2 separate regions of the Triticum aestivum genome follow, and region 2 is linked to region 1. Evidence: chromatin contacts called from public Hi-C data. All regions are on one chromosome and are shown on one strand. Each heading gives the region's core, a stretch centred on a gene start, on an enhancer-like site or on the middle of the called end of the contact. The rest is flanking DNA. Distances are from core to core; before and after follow the strand shown. Region 1 holds the start of LOC123157702 (small nuclear ribonucleoprotein E). Region 2 holds the start of LOC123157189 (tyrosine--tRNA ligase 1, cytoplasmic).

Region 1 (5,448 bases), core at 2,007-4,506:
TGGAAACCTCATTCTCACACACCGATTACAAATTTGACGTGGATCGCATTGAACAGATCAGTTAATCATGCAATTTGCAGAGTACTGGAAATTTTAAAAATCAGTGTCTTCTTTTTGGTAACTTGAATGGCACCTCTTGAAATGGATTTTAGGTAGTGGGAAGATTGGAAACAAGGATTTCATAAGATGCAAGACTTTCGGATGAATTTTGTACGATTTTCACATGACATAGTTCGGTTTCTGCCATAGTCCGGAATGCTAAAATGCCCGAAGCCTGGAAGCGCCGACGCCCGATCGCGGAACTTTAATAGTGCATAGCACAAGCCTCTTTGGTCTTAAAACATCGCCACTAATTTCTAACACTAACCTCTAGGGGCACCATTAGTGGACTAAACTAAAGGTGATTATGGTTAATGAGGCCCATCAGAGGTGCTTGATTTAGGGGACCACTGTAGCAGCCGGGGACCTTTTTGTCAAAGCAGATTACGAAATGATTAGCACATAGCTTGAGTAAGGAGCAACACCAGGGCCAACACTGTTGAGGACGAGGGCCTACACTGATAGCCACTATCTCCATAATACAAAATAAAAACCGCGAGAAATCGATTCGATTTCAGCTGCTAGAGGGAGGAGGGAGCCTTTGAACACACACTGTGTGCTTAGTGCTCTGTATCACTGGTTGGTTAGGCTAAGCTAGTCCGGGAAGGTTAAGATGTCACCCTTTCTTGTAATGCAGTCCACTCTGCTTCCTTCTTCTTTGCTTGGCCCCATTTGCCACCATTGGGGCTCTCTTTGCAGCTTCCCCTTAGGGCAATGTGGCCCTCTACTGCTACTGCTAGCTAGCAGGGGCACCAGTGCCAATCAATCACTCTCTCCTATTCATACAACTTACTTTTTGTCAAGTGGTTTACTTTGTTTCATTTCATTTGAAACAAATTCAGAGTTCCTCATTTCATTTCACACGGACAGATCGATGAGAAAGTACCCGAAATAAATGAATACAGTCAGAACCTCATGGTCGTTTACGTGGATCAAATGCAACGGTTGAATTGCTTGCCTTGTCCTTGTTATGTTTTGCTTCTAGATGAACTGGTTGGTGTAGGACTAGATATGGACAATCTCGGCCATCTCATTGTGTTTGAAAAAAGAAAAAACTCAACATCTTGCTGCCTGCATGCCTTGATCACTCATTTAATCGCCTCACACTGTTGATTACCACTATCTAAAAAGTATGTACATACTGCTCATAGATGCTACACTGATCAGTAGCAACTGTGGAAGTGGCACATGGAGCTCTGTAGCAGAGATGAACAGCTCGCTGATCCCCTGAGCTGCAACTGCAAGCAATGACACTCTCTTTTTGTCTGTTAAGTGGGGCTGCACACCATGTACAAGCCCACACTGACTATCACAGATCAAGGTTGCTACATGCCAATACCATCCACGTCAATGGCTGTCATGGCACGAGCATGTATATATGCGGCTTCTTCTGTAAGCGAGCTGTAAAAGCTCGGTTAAATAGATTACAACTTTTCATACCTTTTTTGCGAGAAAGTTGGGAGTTGGGAAGCACACGTTGTACCACGAAAAGGCAGGGTTTTTGAAAGGTCGAAAGCTATTCTTCACTGGAACGAGCGGCGTCGGTACCGGTATAGGCATGCAGCATCCAGCATGTATATGACGGTAGAGACAGCTGCTGTGCCGTCCCCAAACGATTTTCACATCGCAGTATTGCATGGAGACAGGTCAAGCAACTACATGTACGATGCCATTGCATTTGCCTCTAAACTTGTCTTCGACTCCAACCCTTTGCTCAATTGAGATGATTCACGCCAGCAATTATTTGATCAAAATGTATGTCAATTGTCAAAGACAACTTTAGTCGTGGTCGAAATGCTAATGAAACCATCTCACGCCTTCATGGCTTGTTTGAGGAACCGGGTGAACTTTTAAACATAATTTGTGTTATCTTTTTTTCGAAAAGGTCCGGCCTCTGCAACAAGGGATGCACACAATTATTATTGTTATATTATTCAACAGGCCCCGACAAAATAAGTGCATGGATTAACCCAAAAGGTACTTGCATGGCAACTAGGGTCGCTACCCCTACAAACTTGATGATGTGCTCTGACCTCGCATCAACACACATCATCTAATCCGGCAACAGAGCACAAACCAATCTAGCAGACCCTCTACGCGCACCGAATGAGCACACTCTAAAATCAGCCGCCATCTTCTTCCGCCATCATATACATGAGTAGAAGTGCTTTCCACACCCAAAATAAATAAATGAAATAAGAATACATGAGTTGTAGTTGAGAGCAGCAATTTGGTGCCCAGTCTCATCTGCACCCCCGATGAAGAAAAAAATATCAAAAGACACTAGAAAAATAAAATAAAAATCTAATTCTTTTGCATGGTAGATAATTTGGTGCGTGATGTGCACTCCAACTTTCAGATCATTTGGATATCTGGGTAGCTTTTGGCAAAAAGACAAATTTGGGGTATGTAAAAATATTATATTTCATGTACTGTTCTGACACAAATTGCCTTTTTTGCTGAGCACTACTCGTATGTCCAAATTGTCTGGAATTTGGAGCGTGTCTCAAGCACCAAATTATCTATCATGCAAAAAATGGATTTTTTTAATTTGTTTGAATTTTTTCTTGACCGGGTGTAAATGTGCATGGGCTCAGAAATGGATATTCGAGTAGTAGTTTCCTTTTTATTATGGAAAAGTATCTATTATTTTCTAACGATTTGTTACGACTAGTGTCGCCGGCAATTTCTGGTCTACATCAACGACTTTTCGACCGCTACATCTACAAGCTCCTAGATTTAAACAAGTTTGTTCTGCCGAGGTGGAGACCCATAGGCGCAAACGAGTTTTGCTCACGGCAAGGAAGAAGACTACGGCATCCCAAGGATTTGAATGTATTTTTCAATTTCTGTAAGAGTTTTTGTTAGGGTATGTGCTATTTAATATACGGCCTTTGGCCTTTCTACAAAAAAAATATTTTTTTTGATGATTTTTGTGATATATTACTAGACTTTTCATTTTGGCAGCATAGTACCAAAGTTTTTGAAACTTTTAGCGTACAACGGGACATGTTCTTGGAAAGGCCTAAATTGTTTTTTTCAGGGAATGGAAAGGCCTTAATGAAATCGCCGCCAAGATAGCGAGCCCAGCCCAGCGCGGGGCGGCCTAGCCCAAACAGATCCTCTGATCCGGACCCTTCGTCGGAAGCCTTGCACCAATCTTGAGGCACCCCCGCTGCCGCCTCTTCTCGCGCGCCGTGCGAAAACAAAACCCTGCCGTCTCCCTCTTCCCCCGCGGCGTATCTAGGGTTTTTTTACCTCCGCGCTCCGCCTGCCCACACGCGGTTCCGTCCAGAAGCTTCTAGACACTTCCAGTCGGAGGAGGAGCTCACGCCGCAGCAGCAGCCATGGCGTCCACCAAAGTCCAGCGTATCATGACCCAGCCCATCGTACGCTCCCCTATCCCCTCCTGTGCATATGCTCTCCTCCTCTTTTTGCATCTGTTTCCTAACGTTTTGGCGCTTTTGTTTCCCGCTGCTGCGATGGTTGGCGAATCCTTGGTGCGCGACGGCAGAACCTCATCTTTCGGTTCCTCCAGAGCGTAAGTGTTGGCTGAGGAGAAATAACAATTCGTCCACTTTTTTCCGCCTTACGTTTTAGGGTTGCGGACGGTTGGCTTGAGCTAATATGGTTCTAATTTTGGTGCAGAAAGCGCGCATCCAGATCTGGCTTTTCGAGCAGAAGGATATGCGGATCGAGGGTCGTATCATCGTAAGTTCCTACACCGATTTCTTGTTCAAATTGATAGAATTTAGCCTTACCAATCCCTCTGTGGTCGTACGCATGTGTGTTAAGTGTAATGTTACTGTGTATCTGCATACCATGTGGCTTTGAGGGTAAATTATTTCCATGTATTACTTGTGTCTAAGCAAGTGGGCGTGAATTGATTAATACTCTAATATAATGAACCGATAACTTAGCAGAACACATCTGTTGTTTGTTTTGTTAAAGGCCAACATGAAAATGTGTTGGCATCTTTTTCTCAAGAATTGGTAAACACTTGCAAACAAATCTGCATGCTCAACAGGAAAGTATTAATTAAGTGCCAAGTCGTGATGCCCCCCCACCCCCAATAGCTAGGTAATAGATCGGTTTTCCTCTTGCCTGTTCAAGAGGGACATAATCTAGTTTCAAGCCTTACTTTTTCAGTGTATATCTTTGTAACACTGAAACCAACCCTAATCGTCACCTTTAAAATCAAGGAGCAAGTAGTTATTTGGTTCCTTGTGGAACCACGAACAAGTAATAGCACTATCCATGTGCCCAGTCAGAACTTCACCATAGTAGATACTGAGGTGTTTGCAGAAGATATTTTCTTGATGTGTTCCTTTTGGGACCATAGTGGTCATGGGCATTGTTTTTTGAGTTTTGAAGATCATCGGTGTATGTTTGTGGTAATTTGATTGCAATGCAGACAAGGAAAGAGTGGTTGGTGGTGGATGTTAACCACTAGTGTGCGTACCTAGTCAATGATACAATAGTTTTTATCCTTAGAAGTTAGCTTGTCATAACTTTTTGCTCTGAGTTCAGGACCTTCCCATTGTAACTTGCTGTTAGTCAAACATTTGTGTTTGGTGTGTCCTGTCTCATATTTTTTTACCACTTTATGTGTTGTTTTGAATCACCCTCAAAACTTGCAACCTCCTTTCCTCCCCCTGGTAACAAATATGATTCATATCGGTGATTGTGTTTGGACAACTAAGTAGATAGTCCAGGGGCCTAAAAATGCCTTTATTTTAGATCACACTAAATTCTTCATCCTACACATTTTCTAGAACTGAAGCATAGGTTGCTTCCTAAGGCTCTGGTGAGGTTTTTCTCTTGTCATGGTTTGGTTTACTGACAGGTGATAAGCTTACAATGTGACACGCCTATTCTGCTTCAGTTGGGTTTACATTTCTTTCCAGTTTACATGTAATAAATGCCCCACATGGTCTCGTGGGTTTTTCAGTAGTGTGTCTGTCATATTATTGTTGCCATATCCCTCGTCAGTTTCTCAGACTTTTGTTGCCATATCCCTTGTCAGATTCTCAAACTTTTGCTTTTGAACATGTCAGATGGAAGAACAGATTATTTGGTTGTATATTAGATTTGCATATGTTAATCATTTCAATGAGACAAAGTTAGTGGAGGTACCGAGAGATACCATTATATCAGTGAAGTACTGAAGCGTGCCAATAACAGATTTTACATGTAGTCAAGTTATTATGTCCTTTTTAATTTGTTTGAATGTTTTTGTACATGTGTGCTTCATTTGGGCCGTATTGAGTAATGCTGGGTTTTTATACTGTATGTGTGTTCTGCAGGGCTTTGATGAGTACATGAACCTGGTTCTCGAGGATGCTGAGG
Region 2 (5,448 bases), core at 1,816-4,315, 410 kb before region 1:
TAGTTTTGTGAATAGTAAACCGGACAGCTTTGTTGCCACATTTCCAGAGCATGTATCAACTTTGTGATGCCATGGACATAATCGGTGTAGGTGCTGTTAGTTTCAGAGGTAATAGCACGACAGGTCCTTGAACTTGTCTTGCATGTGATACTTTGGTCCTAAAACTTGCAAAAACTGACTATCTAGTCCTCAAGCTTGTCCTAAAGGTGCAAATTTGGTCCTAGACGAATCAGATGCAGCAATGTGGAGCCAGCTCGGCCGAGCCGGTCAGCGCCGTGCATTTTGCATTTAGCCCCTGCCTTCTGCCGATTTCAACCCGCAGTATACCTCGTGGCTGTCAAAGGATATCACCTGAAGCGTCAGGCCAGGCTCCTCGTCGGCTTGCCGCTGCTGCCCAAGCCCCAGGTTGTGGCCGGAGTGGAGGAGAGGGAGCACGCCGGCGCCCGGCGGTGGTTGCCTGAAGCCGTCGGGGCACCGGAAGCTGACTCCTCGTCGCCGCCCATGAGGAACGACATCGGGACCAGCTATGCCCGCGCGCGCGCCGGCGCAGCGAGGGAGGCGGCTTACTGTTACTGCCGCTCCACCTGCACCGCCGCGGGGTGCACCGGCGCGTGCGCTTTGATGCCGATGGGGTATAGCACGGGTGAGCCATAGAGCTGGTGGGACCGTGGGAGGCCACATCGGCGTAGCCGTAGGGGTAGGCCTCGAGCTGGTGCACCGCACGCAGGGCCAGCGTGCGCTCCCGCCGGTGCGCGTTCTGGTGCCCGCCCAGCGCCTGCGAGCTGAAGAACTTCCCCTGGCAGTAGTTGCACGTGAACACCCGCCGCCGGTCCTGTCGGTGGTGCTCGACTTTGCGGTCGTGGTGTCGGCGGCGGTGACGGTGAGCGACAGGTCGAGGGCGAGCTTGGGGCGGGAGGAGGTGTTGGATGCCTCGTTGTTAGACGTCGCCTGGCTGCTGATGTCGGACAGCTGATCCTCACACACCTCTTGGACGCTGCTGCTCTTCGTCTCTGAACAATCTCTCTCTCTCTCTCTTCAAATCATATTGAACAAGCTCAGCATGAACAATCACAGCAAGCAATGCAATGCAATGGAATGGAATGGCTTTACCGAGCTGCACATCAATCAGCAGCTCATGGCAACAAACAAATCATCAGTGTAAGTGGAAAAGAAAACAAAGTACACATCGGCGATCTTCAGAGAAGCAGCACGACCAAGGATTTCAGCCGGCAGGACATGGCGTCGGCCATGGCGGCCGCGCTCTCCCGTGCGATGCAGCTCCAGCTCTGCTCGCTGCCACACAGGTACATCCCACACAGTGATTTCTAGAAAAACGTTTCCATTTGTCTACACAACCCACACAGTCAATGCACGAGAAACATTTCCGTTCGTCTGCATATCCCACATAGTCAATCCCAGAGAAACGTTTTCGTTCGCATGCACATCCCACAGAGTGAATCCTAGATGAACGTTTTCGTTCATATATACAACCCACACAGTTTTATGTATAGCGTCGTGTGTGATAAATGTACCGGTCACACACGCTTTGCCTCCGTTAACCGTTTGCTTTATTCAACTATATCACACACGATTTGGTGAAGAAAATTGTGTGCCATTGGGCTATCCATCACAACCGCTTTTACTGCTAGAATCATTTGCAAAGTTCCGTGACCCATTTAGCAGGTTTATTAGTGAAAGGATTGATAAGAGGTGTCTAGAAGAGGGGGGGGGGGGAGGGGAGGGGTGATTAGACACTTCAACAAGCAAAGGTAGCATAGAACTAAAGAGGCCCTTAGTGCCTTCATTGCCTTATTTGTACACTCTTTAGCCTAACGTGTGTACTCTCCTTTGGCTTGCTCACCCCCACACTAGGGGGTAAAGATGGCAACACCCCCCCCCCCCCCCCCAATTTGTACATGAGATGTAACTATGTACACCACCCCATATATATATATATATATATATATATATATGTATATATATATATATATATATATGGAAACACAGTAGGAGCCTCTCCTACTGTCTAGTTCCTCAAAATAAAACAAGCAAAGGTAGCAGTTTTTAAGTTCTTCAAGTTGAGGTTGGAGATTAGCACAATTTTAAGCATTCACAATACATTTCAAGCAAGCATGGCAAAAGTATATGAGCAGCGGAAAGTAAAGGATGCAATTTGCAAGAAAGTAAAGGGATGTGATTGGAGTGTGCAAATGCAATTGGAGACATGGAGATTTTTGACGTGGTTCTGATAGGTGGTGCTATCGTACTTCCACGTTGGTGAAGACTTCAACCCACGAAGGGTAATGGTTGCATGGGTCCACGAAGGGCTCCATCCACGAAGGGTCCACGAAGAAGCAACATTGTCTATCCCACCATGACCATCACCCATGAAGGACTTGCCTCACTTGGGTAGATCCCACGAAGTAGGCGATCTCCTTGCCCTTACAAACTCCTTGGTTCAACTCCACAATTTTGATGGAGGCTCCCAAGTAAAACTTAACCAATTTAGGAGACACCACTCTCCAAAAGGTAATAGATGATGTGTTGATGATGAACTCCTTACTCTTGTGCTTCAAATGATAGTCTCCCCAACACTCAACTCTCTCTCACAGATTTGGATATGGTGGAAAGATAATTTGAAACAACTTGAGAAAGGCTAGAGATCAAGATTCTTTGTGCTAGGACTGAAATGTCTTGGTCTCAACACATGAGTAGGTGATTCTCTCTCAAAAAATGAGTAGTGAAAGTATAGACACGTTCTGATGGCTCTCACCCAAATTGGGAAGGGGGTGGAGGCCATACATGAGTAGGTTGTTCTCTCTCAAAAAATGAGTTGGTTAGACTTCATTGGCATGCCAAAAAATTAACAATCATCTAAACAAAGACCAATCTTTGGGTCATAATTAAAATTTTGGTAACGTGCATTCGGGCCACAATCCAAACACACCCATATCTTATGATTCTGAGGAAAGACAGCCCATGTTTGGCTTAGGCCCACGTAAACGGCCACACTGACGTACGGGCCACGTTTTTTGTCTTTCAGGGAACGTACGGACCACGTCTTTGTGACCCCCGTCTGCGCAGAACTAGGAGATCCATCTCTCGATCTGAGCCGCGTAAAACCCTAGCCGTCTCCAAATCAGTCACCCGCCACCGCCGCCACCTCCATGGACACTTCCCTGGCTGCCGCCGCTGTCACCGCAGAGGCCTCCGCCCCCGCCGCCGCATCAACGGAACCTTCCGCGGCTCCTGATGCCTCCCCCGCAGCCTCCTCCTCCTCCGCTGCCGGCGCCGGCGCCGAAGACCTCGCGGGGGGCGTGGCGGCATTGAGCCTGGACGAGCGGTTCGACTTGCTGATGAGCATAGGCGAGGAGTGCATTCAGCCCGACGAGCTTAAGCGGCTGCTGCAGAACAAGCCCGTCCCTATCTGCTACGACGGGTTCGAGCCCTCCGGCCGCATGCACATTGCCCAGGTTCGACGGAAACTTCCCGCCTTCCCATCTAATAACTTCGGATCGAATGTGCGACTCGGTCACGAGCATCCAGTAGCATACCTTCTGTTTCCAGGAAGAGTTCTTGGACAGGAATTTCGGATTTCAACCAACATCGTTACCAAAGTTATGAGTGCAGTATGACTATTATGTGTGCTGTTACCTGTTCTGGTGGTGTTATCATGTTCATGTTGTGATATGTGTCTACAGTCGTACTCTAGGTCTTTGTTGACCAGCTAACTTAGCATGTATCACCTAGGTGGATGCTTACACTAGATGTATGCCTAGCCTACTTATTTCTGGTATCATAAAACTACGGAGTAGTTGAATTTTGATTTTTTTAGCTCTTAATCATATGTGCAATTGTGCATCAGATTGGTTAAATAGCATGTGCTGATTATGGATGATTGAGTGGTTATATTTGTGCTAGTAGTTTTTGGTTAAACTTCTTAAGTCTTTGAAGAATAAGAAACCAAAAGAAAAGTGTTAGTTCAGAGAACAAAGAGTGTGCAAAATAAGAGCATAAATAAAACTAGAAAGAAGTGGCAACAAAAGCTCCTGAAAATAAGGAGCACTATCCTAGTAGGCTGTGGAGCACCAGTAGGTTGTGGTTATAATACCTAGCCTTGATTTATCCAGCTCTGTCAAACTAGAAAGATTAGTGAGCTTACCGCTTCCATATTTCATTGCTTTGTTGTTCCATATGATTAATAATAAGAATGAAATATCCTAGTATAAATGTTAATCTTACACGTGCCTTTAGCAATTCTTGATGTGCTTCCACAATTATTATGATGCCAGTACTACACATTGTGAAAATGTTTACTTTAGTGATGCATGAGACCAATATGCGCAAACTGTCAGATTGCAAGGCCTGATAGGACTTGCTGGTGATAGACATTCTCATGTATTGTATTCACAGGGTGTTGTGAAGACAATTAATGTTAACAAGATGATCAGAGCGGGATGCAAAGTGAAAATCTGGATAGCAGACTGGTTTGCACAGCTAAACAACAAAATGGGTGGCGATCTGAAAAAAATCCAGACTGTCGGGCGCTACATGATTGAAATATGGAAAGCAGCTGGTATGAACCTTGATGGCGTTGAATTCTTATGGTCTTCAGAGGAAATTAATAGGCGTGCAAATGAATACTGGCCACTTGTAATGGACATTGGCAGGAAAAATAATATCAAAAGAATAACGAGGTACGGCCATTTAGATTGCATATGCATCTAGATGATTCTTGACTTCCAAAGTTTGAACTCAAATAATTATTTAGCTATCTCATTTTTCCTTACTAAACAGGTGTTGTACGATTATGGGTCGCTCTGACAATGAGGAATTGACTGCTGCACAGATCTTCTATCCTTGCATGCAGTGTGCTGATATATTCTTCCTGAAGGTTAGTATATTTATATTGCAGACATCCCTCTGTAAAATTGAAGTTTAACTATTCACATAATTTAAGAGTTATTGATATTTTTTTATTTCACTCGGTATTGTAGGGTGGTATACCTTTATTCTAGATTTCTAGATTGTCATTGATTCTCTCTAATCTGTTTCTGTTTGTAGGCTGACATATGCCAGTTGGGTATGGACCAAAGGAAGGTTAACATGTTAGCAAGGGAATATTGCGATGACATCAAAAGGAAAAACAAGCCAATTATTCTGTCACATCGTATCCTTATCTGCCACTGCTGTGTTGTTTATTTTTTTTCTGCAGTGTGTTTTGTCTTAATATATTGATATATGTGTCTCGGTGGTTATGTCGTTAGAATTCCTTTGTAGTGTGTCATTGCCAGGTTGTATAAAAAAATTTGTTCCTTAACATGAATTACAGATATGCTCCCCGGTTTCAAAGAAGGCCAGGAGAAGATGTCAAAGAGTGATCCAACATCGGCTATCTTTATGGAAGATGATGAGGTTCTCAAATTTTTCTCTTCATGAACCTTTATT

What was found. A called contact is a pair of places that touch in the nucleus more often than the background predicts.
Region 2: a Hi-C map of leaf shows a contact between it and region 1, with 5 times the contacts expected there. The contact joins the promoter of LOC123157189 here to the promoter of LOC123157702 in region 1. A contact is called at or near these places in 2 of 5 Hi-C or Micro-C datasets (both in leaf).

Annotation. Positions count from the first base shown.
Region 1 is chr7B:379,259,174-379,264,621 of IWGSC CS RefSeq v2.1, reverse strand. LOC123157702 (small nuclear ribonucleoprotein E) reads left to right here and starts at 3,256. Exons shown (of 6, transcript XM_044575938.1): 1 at 3,256-3,488; 2 at 3,614-3,640; 3 at 3,748-3,810; 4 at 5,406-5,448. The coding sequence starts at 3,447.
Region 2 is chr7B:379,664,629-379,670,076 of IWGSC CS RefSeq v2.1, reverse strand. LOC123157189 (tyrosine--tRNA ligase 1, cytoplasmic) reads left to right here and starts at 3,065. Exons shown (of 9, transcript XM_044575444.1): 1 at 3,065-3,473; 2 at 4,414-4,697; 3 at 4,798-4,894; 4 at 5,065-5,170; 5 at 5,333-5,415. The coding sequence starts at 3,168. It overlaps LOC123162274 (F-box protein PP2-B11), which reads left to right. Exons shown (of 2, transcript XM_044580074.1): 2 at 1-148. It also overlaps the pseudogene LOC123157975.